Linked DNA regions of Triticum aestivum: region 1 is linked to region 2. The links are chromatin contacts, called in public Hi-C maps. All regions are on one chromosome and are shown on one strand. Each heading gives the region's core, a stretch centred on a gene start, on an enhancer-like site or on the middle of the called end of the contact. The rest is flanking DNA. Distances are from core to core; before and after follow the strand shown. Region 1 has its middle 89 kb from the start of LOC123140719. Region 2 has its middle 12 kb from the start of LOC123142963.

Region 1 (6,100 bases), core at 699-3,198, 250 kb after region 2:
GTTCATTTTAAATCTCTAAAAAGACTAATATTTAAGAACGAAAGGAGTAGGTACCACCAAAGGCCAGGAAACTTTGGTTTGACTTTGGATTGGTATTTCTTTCTAGAATACGCACAAGCATGGTATCATATACTATTTATAGAAGAAAGGATTTGACTCAGATTTGACTTTGGATAGGCATAAATTTGGGGAAGCATTACACATCACCCGACGGATAATCACGTTTGCGTCCGTCCCCTCGGTTGCGTGCCACGCATCCCCTATGGACCCCGCTAGCACATTCTTTGCAACAGCCACGGCTCGTCCCGTACCCTATCCCCATCCCCCAAATCTCCTTCCTCCTGAATCAGCGCTGCCAAGCAAGGCGGTCGCCCCGCCATGAGTGTGCCCCTGCTCATCACCGACCCGTGCTGACGGTCCTCTTCACCGGCTAGGCAGGCCTTCGCCGTTGTCACTGGTCGCCATCGCGGTGCGCAATTGCGGCGTGGCCTCGCACGGTCGTCGCCGTTGTCGCCCGCCTCCACCATGACAGTTGGCCGCGCGCGGTGTGCCACCTCACTTGTGAGGCGAGCAAGTCGGAGGTCCAGCGCTCGCCGGCGGCTCCACTACTCTCTCACCACCATTCAATGGGAACTCGCAACGAACAACGGTGTTTTTCTGTTTGCAACTTCCTTCCTATTGCAAGAAAGATTTCCGCAACATGCTGCAAAACTTTCTCCGCGTACACATGTATAAAGGTGAAGACAAAAAAAATATGCAACATTAGTTCTGTTGCAAAAAGAAAATGCAACAATACCTCTGTTACAAAAAAAAATCTGCAGCATAATCATTGTTGCGAAAAAATTCTGCAGCATGACCTTTGTTGCAAAGGTTTCTGCAAAAGATCTTAGTTGCAAAAGTTTCCGCAACAAGAAGTTTTTTGCAATGATGGTGTGCGTCGCTCAGCCGCTCGATAGCTTCGGATCTGCCGGCTCGTGACCCGGCCGATCTTGTTAAAAGATCAGCCTGCGAACGCGTTGAACGCCCCATAAATTTGAGGCAAAAGGTACCCCGTATATTACCTCTTGTTCCAACTAGAATTAGCATACGTAGTGCTGTACCGATCTTGTAGCCAGACTAGGTAGAGACAACGTGCCAAACGCATAAGTTAAAGTTGCAAAGAATCTATCTGCTGACAATGCAAGAGGGCGTGCATTCTCTGACCCCGTCTTCTTCACTCGCGGCTTCACACCACCCTACGTCGTCGCTGCAGTACATGCTTCCATGCCGCGCTGTGCAGCCACTGTGCGGTCGCTTTCGGCCTCCTGTACGTTCAGACTTGAGACCCAGAGGAATTAATCCGCACGATGTCACCCAGCATCCGTGTTATGGCACTGACGTGGGCCGTCAACTTTTCTGCCGTATATTACGTGACTTTCGAGTTAAATTCTTGGTCGATCCACGGGAGCGCGCACGGTCAGTATGCTGGTCAGAGACGAGGGACGTAGCACGTAGCTGCCTAAGTTGACCCACAGTACACGCACACAAGCATGCAGACGCAGTTACCGATGAAACCGATCGTACTATACCTAATTAACCACACACCTCTGGTTTAACGGCAGAACTGGAATTCCTTAAGTAATCTGTTAGACATGCATGATCGATCAGCCTATGCGGCCAGCCTTCAAAGATAGACGCATCGTTCATTGCATGGACTAATCATGCATGCACGCACGCGATTAAATTATTGATCGAGCAGGCCAAACAATGCATGTTCATGATTAGTACTGAGTGTAGCAATCAAGGAGCTGGATGCCGTACACACACGAGAGACGACTGGAGACACCAGTAGAGTACTGGTCCACTGACGATAATTAAGCTGGGCAGCGATTGATCGAGATAGATAGGACACGAGGGAGGCAGAGGACACACGTTAATCTTTCTCCATTTTTTTTCTTTTTCAGAGAGAAAAGGAACGTGTGATACGTGAGGGGAGTGGGGCCCACTGGGCCTGCTTCAGGCCCACAGACAGGGAGGGAGCCCCCGAGCCGTTGCCGTCAGCCCCTAGCCACCTACGGCCCATTTACGCGGCCCCACGCCACGCCACGCCCCGATTGGAATCGATCTGTCTGTGGCCCCACGACCCAATGTCAATTCATCGTTTGTATGTTTCTCTGGCAAACGAGTCGCAACCGAGCTGGCAACGTCACCATTTGTGCAGTAGTAATCGCATACAGGTGCTATGTCGGCGGTCAAACTATGCCTGGCCACAGTTCGTTAGATATGTCTTCCCAAATGTTCTTAGTTTAGCTAGCTAGCTATAATTTGCAGCTCGTCCACTCGCGCGTACACCGTTTGATCGATCGTAGGTCTTCATCGGATGCATATGGGATGCGTAATCGTAGTCGATGCATATGGGATGTGACAAAGCGGGGTATGCATGCATATGCATGGATGATGATCTTGTTTTTGGGCCGGGTGTGCATGCATGGGCATGCCATGGATAATCATTGGTGGACGGTGGTGGTGGCTTGGGTCTGGGTGAGAAGTTAGGAGTGGAGTGCGTGGATTATTCGGTGTATCGTGTCCGCAGCCCCGGCCATGTTGGGACGCCCCATGGCAGCAAGCTGTCCCGGCCATGTTGGGACGCCCCATGGCAGCAAGCTGTAGCATGGATGGATGGCCAGCACGTAGTACGCTGCATGCACCTGCTGCATGGCATCCAAGTTGTGTACTCCGCTGGATCCGATATTTCAGGGTGCAGCCAGGAGCCAGCGCAGTGCACCGTGCCCGCACGCATGCATGCATGGACCCGACTGGTGAGACATGTATGTACGTCCAGCGCGGTGGTACGTACGTACAGGTACAGCAGCCCAGCAGAGCAGAGCAGAGCCGGACGCCGGCACAAACAAAACCCGACGCCGCCGGTCCCTCACCCAACACACACGCATGCAGCGGCTCCATGGCTCTACGCTAGAGCTCATCGAGGTGGACACGCCACAGTGCTCTGCATTATTGTTCGTCCGTTGCCACCACTACGCGTCAACTTAATGATCTGGTCCACGCATGGTGGACGTGCGTACATTGCAATCGCATGGCGCGGCCCGTGCAGCTCATTATTGAATGAGTACGCCCACGCAAGGTTACAAAACATTTGGTGACGCCGCTTCAATGGTATGTGTCCCCTCGCTCGCCATGGATCCCGCCCGTCCGTCGACCCCTTCCTGCCGCCTCATCGGCTCGTCCTGCACCCTACCGTTGGTATATTCTCTTTTTTAGGGGATACCGTTGGTATATTCATCGGGTATTGTAGAGTCAAATTCAAAAACCAACTACAATACATGCATCATTAGCAGAAAACCATGGCGATATGTTTGGCCAACACTTTGCATCGACCACGGCACACGACAGTGGCATAAAATGCTAACATATTTTTGAACCGTGTTGACGCGGCAAAGTGCCCACGTTATGAGTTGGTGACGGCGCGGGCGAAACGGCCAGCCTCTCGGTCGGAACGGTTTGACCTTCACCAACCGCTCACCTCATTACTTTTTGACATATTTTAACTAAACAAAAGCGGACGACACTTTTTTAACCTAATATAAATCTTCTTTGAGCGTCTGAGTGCCACGTCCCGTCTTCCACATGTGTGGCAAGCTCAACGGTCATGAGCCACATGAAGTTAAGATGCAGGAGGGGAAGAATAGGACGTGGAACACGGCCCACATGGGACACCAGACATGGCCACGTACGTGTGCCACCTCCTACTCTTCCTCGCCTGGGTTAGTCGTGTGGACGGCTTGCCTTGTGGCCGGTGCAAACAGCGCAAACCGTGTGGGCGACGCGATCGACGCGGTGCTGGCGACGACCTACGCCAGCGCTTCCTCATCGTCCGTCTCCGTGTCGATCTCCGTGAACAGGGCATCCCTCTCGACCCGCAGGACGAGCAGCCGCCATCGCTCACATCGGATGTGGTGGGCGCTACGGATGAACCGGTACATCGCCTGCTGCTTATCTAGTAACCCGGATCGTCAGCCACCGTGGCCACGATAGGCTACCATGTTTTTTTTTAAGGATGATAGGTTACCATGTTGAATGATAAATGATGTCCAAACCGTTCGGGCGGGACGGTTGCGGGCCGTTTGATGGTCGACGTGGGAGATGCCCTAACTTCAGCTTTGATAATAGGCCAACGCGACTGATAGAAGTGAAGAGAAAACCCGAAGCGAAGAGTAATGTGTGCTGGTGTTGATTTGTGAGTACTGATGTGTAGCTAGGTAGGTAGCCATATTCGTGAATCACCGTCTAGCCATCAAGCCATGAGGTGGTACCGATACGTGTTCTAATTTTTTTTTTTGACAACTAGTACATCGATACGTGTTGCTGCTGGAAAAAGTCACAGCACGATGGCAGTTTGCAAGCCCGTCCAGTACTCCAAGAAGAGGGCCCCGAGCGAGAGAATTGATTGTACACGGCAGGGCTGCACGTATCACGAATGGGTGCGTACGGCGCCGCATACAAGCGACCCATGGACGGACAGAGCAACGTATGCATGGGTGTTCTGGCAGACACATCATGCATTCAAAACGAGTCCATACAGGCCCATCCTATCCTAGTGTACATACATCTACTGGTAGTACTGTATACACCGATCAGTGTAGAGTACCAGTACTCTACTTTCTAGCCTGGCCAGCCTCGTGAATCATACTGTCTGGAGGGAGTACTACAAGGAATCAGAGAGCTATCTATTCCTACATGTACTAGTACTGAAAGCAACTTTGCTGCAGGAGCTATCCCAGAGACTCACGATGGCCTGCTGTGCTCAACCAAGTCCACCACCAACATCGGATGGCGAGAGAAGATTAAATACTCCGTACTCCCTCCAGACGGATATGGCATTGTCATGACAGATGACAGAGATGTGTGTACGGATACGGCGCCGCATGCAAGAACCCATCGGCTCCAACTCCGTACGTGACGCCGCTCACAGCTACTCGCGCGAAATTAGCGCCGCGCTCGGAAAATAGTTTTTTTGCGCGCGCAGCCGTCCCGGCGCTCCAGCGAAGACAAAAACGGTTCAGCGCGCGAAGCGAAACGGCATCACGCGCTGCTTATTTCGTGCGCCCCCTCTCCGGCAGTGCCGCTTTCACCCCGTCCCGTGCCGCCGCCGGTGAATTCGCCCGATGGATGGCCGCGCCGACATCCCCCTCACCCCTTTCTACACCCGCGACCCCTCCCAAACAAGGGATTGTTGACCTGGCAGATTTTTTTTATACCACGTGATGTAAAACTCGACAATAGGAGGAATCGAACCTGCGACCTGGGGATGCTTAACTCCTCACGCTAGCCACTAAAACTAATTACTGTTGGTGATATAATGAGGCCCGAACAATTTCACTACAAACCTCAGCTCAACATTTGAAATTATTTTTAAGGGAAAACAAATATTGAAAACGTAAACCATTTTCTCAATCTCCTAAAGTATTAAAGGGCGAACACTTTTTGACAATTTTGAGAAAAAAATTGGAAAAAAAATCAAATATGAAAAGGCGGACACTTAAAAAAACATTTTTTGAGAAGATGGGAACAAATACTGAAACCTGAAAAAAAAATGTGTGAACACTCTTTGATTTTTTTTAATGGGACAAAATTTTAATGTGTGATTTTTTGAAACTTTGAAATATGGGAGCAAAATTTTAAACTGCAAAATCTTTTTGAAATTTAAAAATGGAACAAATTTTGAAACCTGAAAGTATGTGTAAGAAAAATGTATGTGACGTCTAAAAAATGTCATATAGTTTTAGAAATTGTTTGTGACAACTAAGAAACCTGAACAAATGTGTAAGAACAATATAAACAATTGTTTGTATAGTTTCATAAATTTTTTATTGTCATTTAGAAAATGTAAAAAGTGTATTAAGTAAATTGTTACCGTGTATTCAAAACGGTTGAGAAAACATGTATTTTAAAAAACTAAATAATGTATTTAAAAAAGTTAAGAAAGTGTATAAAAAATGTTTCATGTGTGCGTTACAAATGTACATTGTGTATAGAGAAAAATTAGACATGTGTAATAAGGAAAACCAATTAAAACTGGCAAAAAGAACAAACAAAGAAAAAA
Region 2 (6,159 bases), core at 516-3,015:
TGGAGCCGCATCGAAGTCGGGTGTGGACGTGATCCGTCATTTTTCCCCTTTGGTGGCCGTTGTGGTGGTGCCAGAGGCAGATGACAGGCGTTAATGTCAAGTTAAGTGTAATCTCAATTTTGTCAGGTTGGTATGTACGTACCTACATTATGATTCTTATGATATATAAATGAGACACCTATTAGCATGAGAGAAAAAAAATGTCAGTACCCACAGGAGAGGGATAACGTTGTATTTTTTTTGCATGATAATACATGTCTTATTTATATCATAAGAACCATAATACAAGGCAGATATATACCGATCAAACAAAACTGAATACATAGCATAACATTAGTCTTTGCATAAAGGAACACCGGGCAAGTAAAATAACAAACGAGACAGTGGCTGCAAGGCATGGAGGCAAGCTCCAGTAGTAGGTCTAGTATTATTTTTCTTCTCTTGCTGGACACCATATCCATCTCCATGGAGTGTGGACGGACTCGCAGACTGCCATTGTATTGTGATTTTTGCAGCACGGCCCGTACTGCACGAGTAGCTCCTGCAGTGCAGTCGTGTGCCTACCTACCACCAGTGCTAGCTAGCTACACGGTGACAGTGCGTAGGTTGGTGTACACGATGAACATACTAGTACAACTGCAGCGTCAGACGCAGCAGATGAAGTGGAAGCAAGGGGACGACGGACGGAAGGATGCATGCATGGCGAGCGAGGAGACACATGTCTTCAAAGCAGCGGTCACCAAATGTTTTGTAAGCTTGCGTGGGCGTAATCAATCACGGGCCGCGCCATGCGATTGCAATGCATGCATGTCCAGATGTCCTGCATGCTCCCACCACGCCAGGACCATGCATGGATCTGGCCATATCATTTACTTGATGCGTACAGTAATGCGGAGCACTGTGCGTGCCCACGTTCATTCATGTGTTCTAGCGTAGAGCCATCGAGCAGAGCTGCGTCGAGCCGAGGCCTGTGTATGCGTGTGTGTTGGTCTGTTGGATGAGGGACCGCCGGCGTCGGGTTTTGTTCGCGCCGGCTGTAGAAGTGCATGCTCCAGCCAATGCAATCAAAAGGCTTATGAAGAGACTAAACAACACATTCTACGTCAACACTCTCCCTCACGCGTGGCTTCCTCAGGCCTAAACGTGGACCGAAAGTGGCCGCCGGCGTCCGGCTCTGCTCTGCGCTCCTGGACTGCTGGCAGCGCGTACTGCACAGGACGTAGTTGTCTCGCTGGGTCCAAGCATGCATGCATTGATGCATACACCCCTGCCTGTGGAGTACATAGCTTCCATGAAACGCAGCAGGTGCAGCGTCCTGGCTGTTGATGCTGCTGGTACAGGGTGGGTCGGCTACCGCTACAACACATGGAGTCGGCTGCGGCTAGAACACATGGAGGCCGGTGGAGGAGTATACTGTGTACCCTGCCTACCGGCCCCTACCGCGAGACATGCACTCATTGATGCATATCTCGCATCAACTGTTCGTTCTGACAAAACAACTCGGATGAAGCTAGCTAAGGGGCAGTCGCCTAAGCTGAACACACGTCGAAAGACATAACCAACTGGCCATGAACAGTTTGACGACATAGTGCTAGCATGGAATCGGCGCTGCACTACAGCTACAGTACCAGGTGACGTCGCCTGCTCGAAGGCGACTAGTTTTTTTTTTTTTGAGACAATCGAAGGCGGATGAATTGACACTGCGTCGTGGCCCACAGGACGGACAGTGAGACAGGCCGGGCGTGGCGTGGGGTCAAACATAAATGGGCCGTATGCTACTAGGGCCTGATGGCAACGGCTCGGGCGCTCCCTGTCTCTGGGCCTAGGGCTGCCACTAGGCCCACTGGGCCCCTCTCCCCTCACGTTAGGCGAAACGTTCCTAGGTCCGAAAAAAACAAAAGAAAGATAGACGAAAACTATTCCTTGCATTTCGGAAAAACAAAACCGTACCCTGCGTCCCTGGTGTCCTATCTCTCTAGCTCACTCGCTGTCCTGCTTTATTATCGACAGGGATACAGACCACTACTGTGTCTCTACTCGTGTACGGCAACATGCAATCAATTAACAAATCAGAGGCAGGCGGTTCGATCGTGCACGTCAAACAAATCACTTACGGAAATCCAAATGTAGTAAGACAGGATTTTATCTGGCACTTAACTTGTCCGCGAGCAACGGGTACTGCATGCATCTACGTGCACGTCTACGCACGGTACGTTTGGTCAACTTTTACGTGGCTACGTCCGTGAGGATTGCCCATATATACCAGACCGACCATCGATGCATCGTCCACTGATGCACGGCCGATCGAACAATAATTACCTTTATCTGAAGGCGACCGGACAGTGGCTGTGCCTGCATCCCGGCACGGAAGCGTGCACGCAGCGACGCTGGTGTGATGCCGTGGAGATGAGATCGGAGAATGCAAGCTGTGTTGTCAGTAATAACTTATGCGTGAGGCCTGTTGTCTCTAGCTAGTCTAGCTAAAAGATCAGTAGCTGTATGTTATTTCTAGCTGGACGTTACGGCCATGCGTCCTCAAAGAAGTACGTATATACGTACGGTAGTTTTTGCCTCAAATTTACCAATACAAAGTACACAACTGAGTTGATATTTGAGTTTGATTCTGCTACCAATGCGTTCCTAGCTAGCTCTAGCGGGCAAGATCCCAATAAGATTATTTCTTATTTGCATGCATGCGCCACTGACAGAAACACGAGCGATTAATTAGAGCTACGCATGCCCTCACCTAGATGGCACTGGCGAAGTTTCTCAAAAATAAAAAAAAGATGGCACTGGCGATACCCAGCTAGCAGACAATGCACTCGCACAGAATATGTATGAGTACTCACATTCAAGAATGCATCGAAGCTTTTACAGTAGTATTGTAAGAGTATATTCGAAAATCCCTTTTGGAGGCCGAGCTCCAATGAGGCCAGTTTTCGAGAAATTCGAAATTTTCAAAATTCATATTTTTTACATTTCAAAAAATCCTGAAAAAAAAATATAGATATACATGAAGGCATAATAAACAAGTGTGTAAATTTTTAGGATGAAATACATTGAAATGAGGGTTATGCAAAAAAGACAAATCTGAGTCTTATTAACACATGATACTATTCATCTTCCCAGGCCATCAATTTGTTTTTTTTTGTATTTGTTTTTTGAAACAAGGCAAAAGACTTGCCATTTTTATTGATTAAGAAGAAGGTTTAGACAAAAGCCACGAGGCGGCAAAAAGAAAAAAGGTCTACTCTCGCGACATAGCAGTACTAAGCTGCTTGGCTCCCGCCAATGTACAACTAAGTTATTTGTACATATCACATTTGAAGGTATTTCATCCTGAAATTTCAGGTGGCACGTTCATCCTGCACACATCGTACGTGTGTGCGTGCATGCATGTCAAACAAACCTATCACCCAGATCGACGGTAGGAAACTGGTTCGTCGGTCTCCGGAACAGCAGCGGCTGCACGTACTGCGAGTCATGCCATGGCTTGCACACAGCAGCATGGAAGCGGACGAAGCCGGCGTCATGCAGCCGTCCGGCGCGAGGCCCGTTCGCTCCATGGCGGCTGATGATGCAGATGGAGAAGAAGACAGTTGTACTCGTCTGCGTTTGACGTCGTAAGCAATAACAAGGGGCCGGTCACGAGTTCTCAACTATGGGCCGGTTGGAGGTGCTCTAACTCTACCGGCCGGCCACCGTACGTTCGGGCGACGCATGCATGATCGTACCCTGCCGGCCGGTGGTACCTTCAGTGTGTGTATGCGTAATAGTTCAACGACGTGAGCAATGGCCATAACGAGGTTGCGTCGTGTCTAGATATAGCGACCTCAGCTTGTCTCCTGGTCCTGGAGTCTGGAGAAACAAACAATGGACACGTACTCGTGGCAGACAGATCGATCCCGTTCAAGGCCGCGCGTGTTGTGGGGCGCGGCTGTAGGGGCCGGGTGTAGGGAGGGGCTGACAGCAACTGCTCGGGTGCTCCCTATCTATGGACCCTCCTATGCATGCCACGTCTCATGCACGTTCCTCTCTCTCTATATATATACAAGAAACAGCAAAACGAAAGACATCTGTACCTCACGTCTCTTTCCATCTTGTCCTCTCTTGCTGCCCGATTAATTATCGTCACTGATAATAGACCAGTACAACGATAAACACTAGTGGTCTCTAGTCTAGTCTCGTCCGGCATCCAACTCCTTGATTGCTAGTGCTAATCATGAACTTGTAGTGTGAAAAAAGCATCATGAACGTCCCTGGACTCGTCGTTCAATAATTAATCGCGTGCATGATACATGTACGTGTGTGTTGTTCGGAAGATCATGCATGTCTAGTTTTTTAAAACGAGGAATGGATCTGGCGAAACAAAACTGTCTGCCGCCGCCACGGGCGACACCGCCGTTCAGCCCACCTGGTCTTCGGCCAACGCTCGCGACCCCGCCGTTCAGCCCACCTTGTCTTCGGCCAACGCTCGCGACCCCGCCGCTGACCCCCAGCCGGCATCCAGCAACTTGATTGCTAGTTCATGCACTTGCCTGGAGCGATCACCGACACTGAAAACCATGCATGCATGCTTTTTTTTTTGTTCACAGGAAAAGGCTCGTCGGGTGTCATGCATGCTTGGTCCATGTACGTTCGTGTGTGTTGTTCGAAGGCATTCAGGCATATCAATCGGTAATACATGTACAATTTGTACTCCTTCCCTATGAAAATGTATAATTTGTACTTCAGTTAATCAAAAAATGTACTAGTTATGAAAATTTAAACCAGACGGAGTACTTGTCGTATGCGTAAACGACCTTCTTCATCCGGTAACTTGTCCTCAATGACTGGACTATTTTGTGTACGTGCAGTACTTCATCTGGTAACCCTATCTATGTGCGGTATACACTTTTCTTCTTGTTGTACCCATTGTAGTCTTGCATGCGGCGTCGTATACTTCGGTGTCATGTACTACTGGCCTGAACAGTGGATTCCATTGACTCATTGTCACTTTTACAGACGTATAGCAGGTACTAGCTCCTGCAGCTAGCTAGTCCTCGATGAGTAGGCGTAGATAACCTTACCTAGTTACCATTCTATCCGGTTTACAGATCGATCTTGCATGACTCTAATTTAAGAGTAACACAAGGGGTCAGTCAGGTACTCAGCTAGACATACCCGTGGAGGGTGCAGCAGTGTGCATTAAAGCGCGACATGCGGTCACGTATCAAGTGTTTTCGTAACGTTGCATGGGCCTGGGCGCAATCAATCATGCACTGGGATGCACGGGCATGTCATGTGACTTGCCCCTACCATGTCGCCATGGCATGCATTGCCTGGACCAGCTGATTAATCAGTTGAAGGGTGCACTGTAACAATAATGCATATCACTGTGCATGTATATGCGTGTACTACTATGTCCGGATGTGTAATGTAGTGTTGCATGGGTGGGAGCCTGCGCGCGGCGTTGGGATTTGTTTGTGCCGTCGTCGGCGTCCTGCGCTGCTGGGTCTGCTGCACACGACATACGTCTGTCGGGTCCGTACGTCGTCCCTGGCCCTGTGTTCGGTCCACCATGGTCACTGAATTATCGGATCCTATGGCATGGTATTCAGGTTCTGCAAATGCAACGGCGTAGCTGTCGTTCACACGCTGCCGGCCGGTCGCCCGCCGGGTCTAATATACCCGCGTACCCTACCCGACCAACCGGCCAGACACCGGCTGCTCGCGAGTCGCGAGAGGTGCATGTGTGGATTTGTTACATGCACGTTTAATTCGTCACCCAACCCGGCACCGTCCGAAAATCATCATGCGTGCATGTATATCCATGCTTGGTCACCGTTGGCAACCAGCCGACGAACGGAGGAATCGGCCTTGCTGAGAGCGGCCGGGTTGATATCACTAGGCAGATCAAGGCACTGCATCATTTTCACTGGAATCAAGTTTCCGAATGAGAAAATGTGTGGGGGACGGGGTACCCGACGACGACATCTAGGGTGGCGGACAGGGTCAGCCCCGCGGATGGGGAAGCAAGGGTGAAGGATAGGGCTGGCTCAGACGTGGGAAATGGAGGACGGACGCGTGAGGAGGGTGTTGGATTTAGTGACATGGTTTGTTCGATGGGATTTGAGGTGAGTTTGGTCTTCCGGTCCGACATGGCGGACGTGCGGGCCC

Evidence for each region. Hi-C and Micro-C count contacts between places; a contact is called where the count stands out from the background.
Region 1: a Hi-C map of leaf shows a contact between it and region 2, with 2.3 times the contacts expected there. The contact joins two enhancer-like sites. A contact is called at or near these places in 2 of 5 Hi-C or Micro-C datasets (both in leaf).

The regions. Positions count from the first base shown.
Region 1 is chr6D:7,240,678-7,246,777 of IWGSC CS RefSeq v2.1, forward strand. No RefSeq gene overlaps it. Among protein-coding and RNA genes, the nearest start is that of LOC123140719, 89 kb to the right of the region's middle. Within about 2 kb of position 1,949, at least 7 of the 8 cell types and tissues checked have an H3K27ac peak or open chromatin away from gene starts, as enhancers often do. A contact at or near this core is called in leaf, where this site is marked.
Region 2 is chr6D:6,989,531-6,995,689 of IWGSC CS RefSeq v2.1, forward strand. No RefSeq gene overlaps it. Among protein-coding and RNA genes, the nearest start is that of LOC123142963, 12 kb to the left of the region's middle. Within about 2 kb of position 1,766, at least 7 of the 8 cell types and tissues checked have an H3K27ac peak or open chromatin away from gene starts, as enhancers often do. A contact at or near this core is called in leaf, where this site is marked.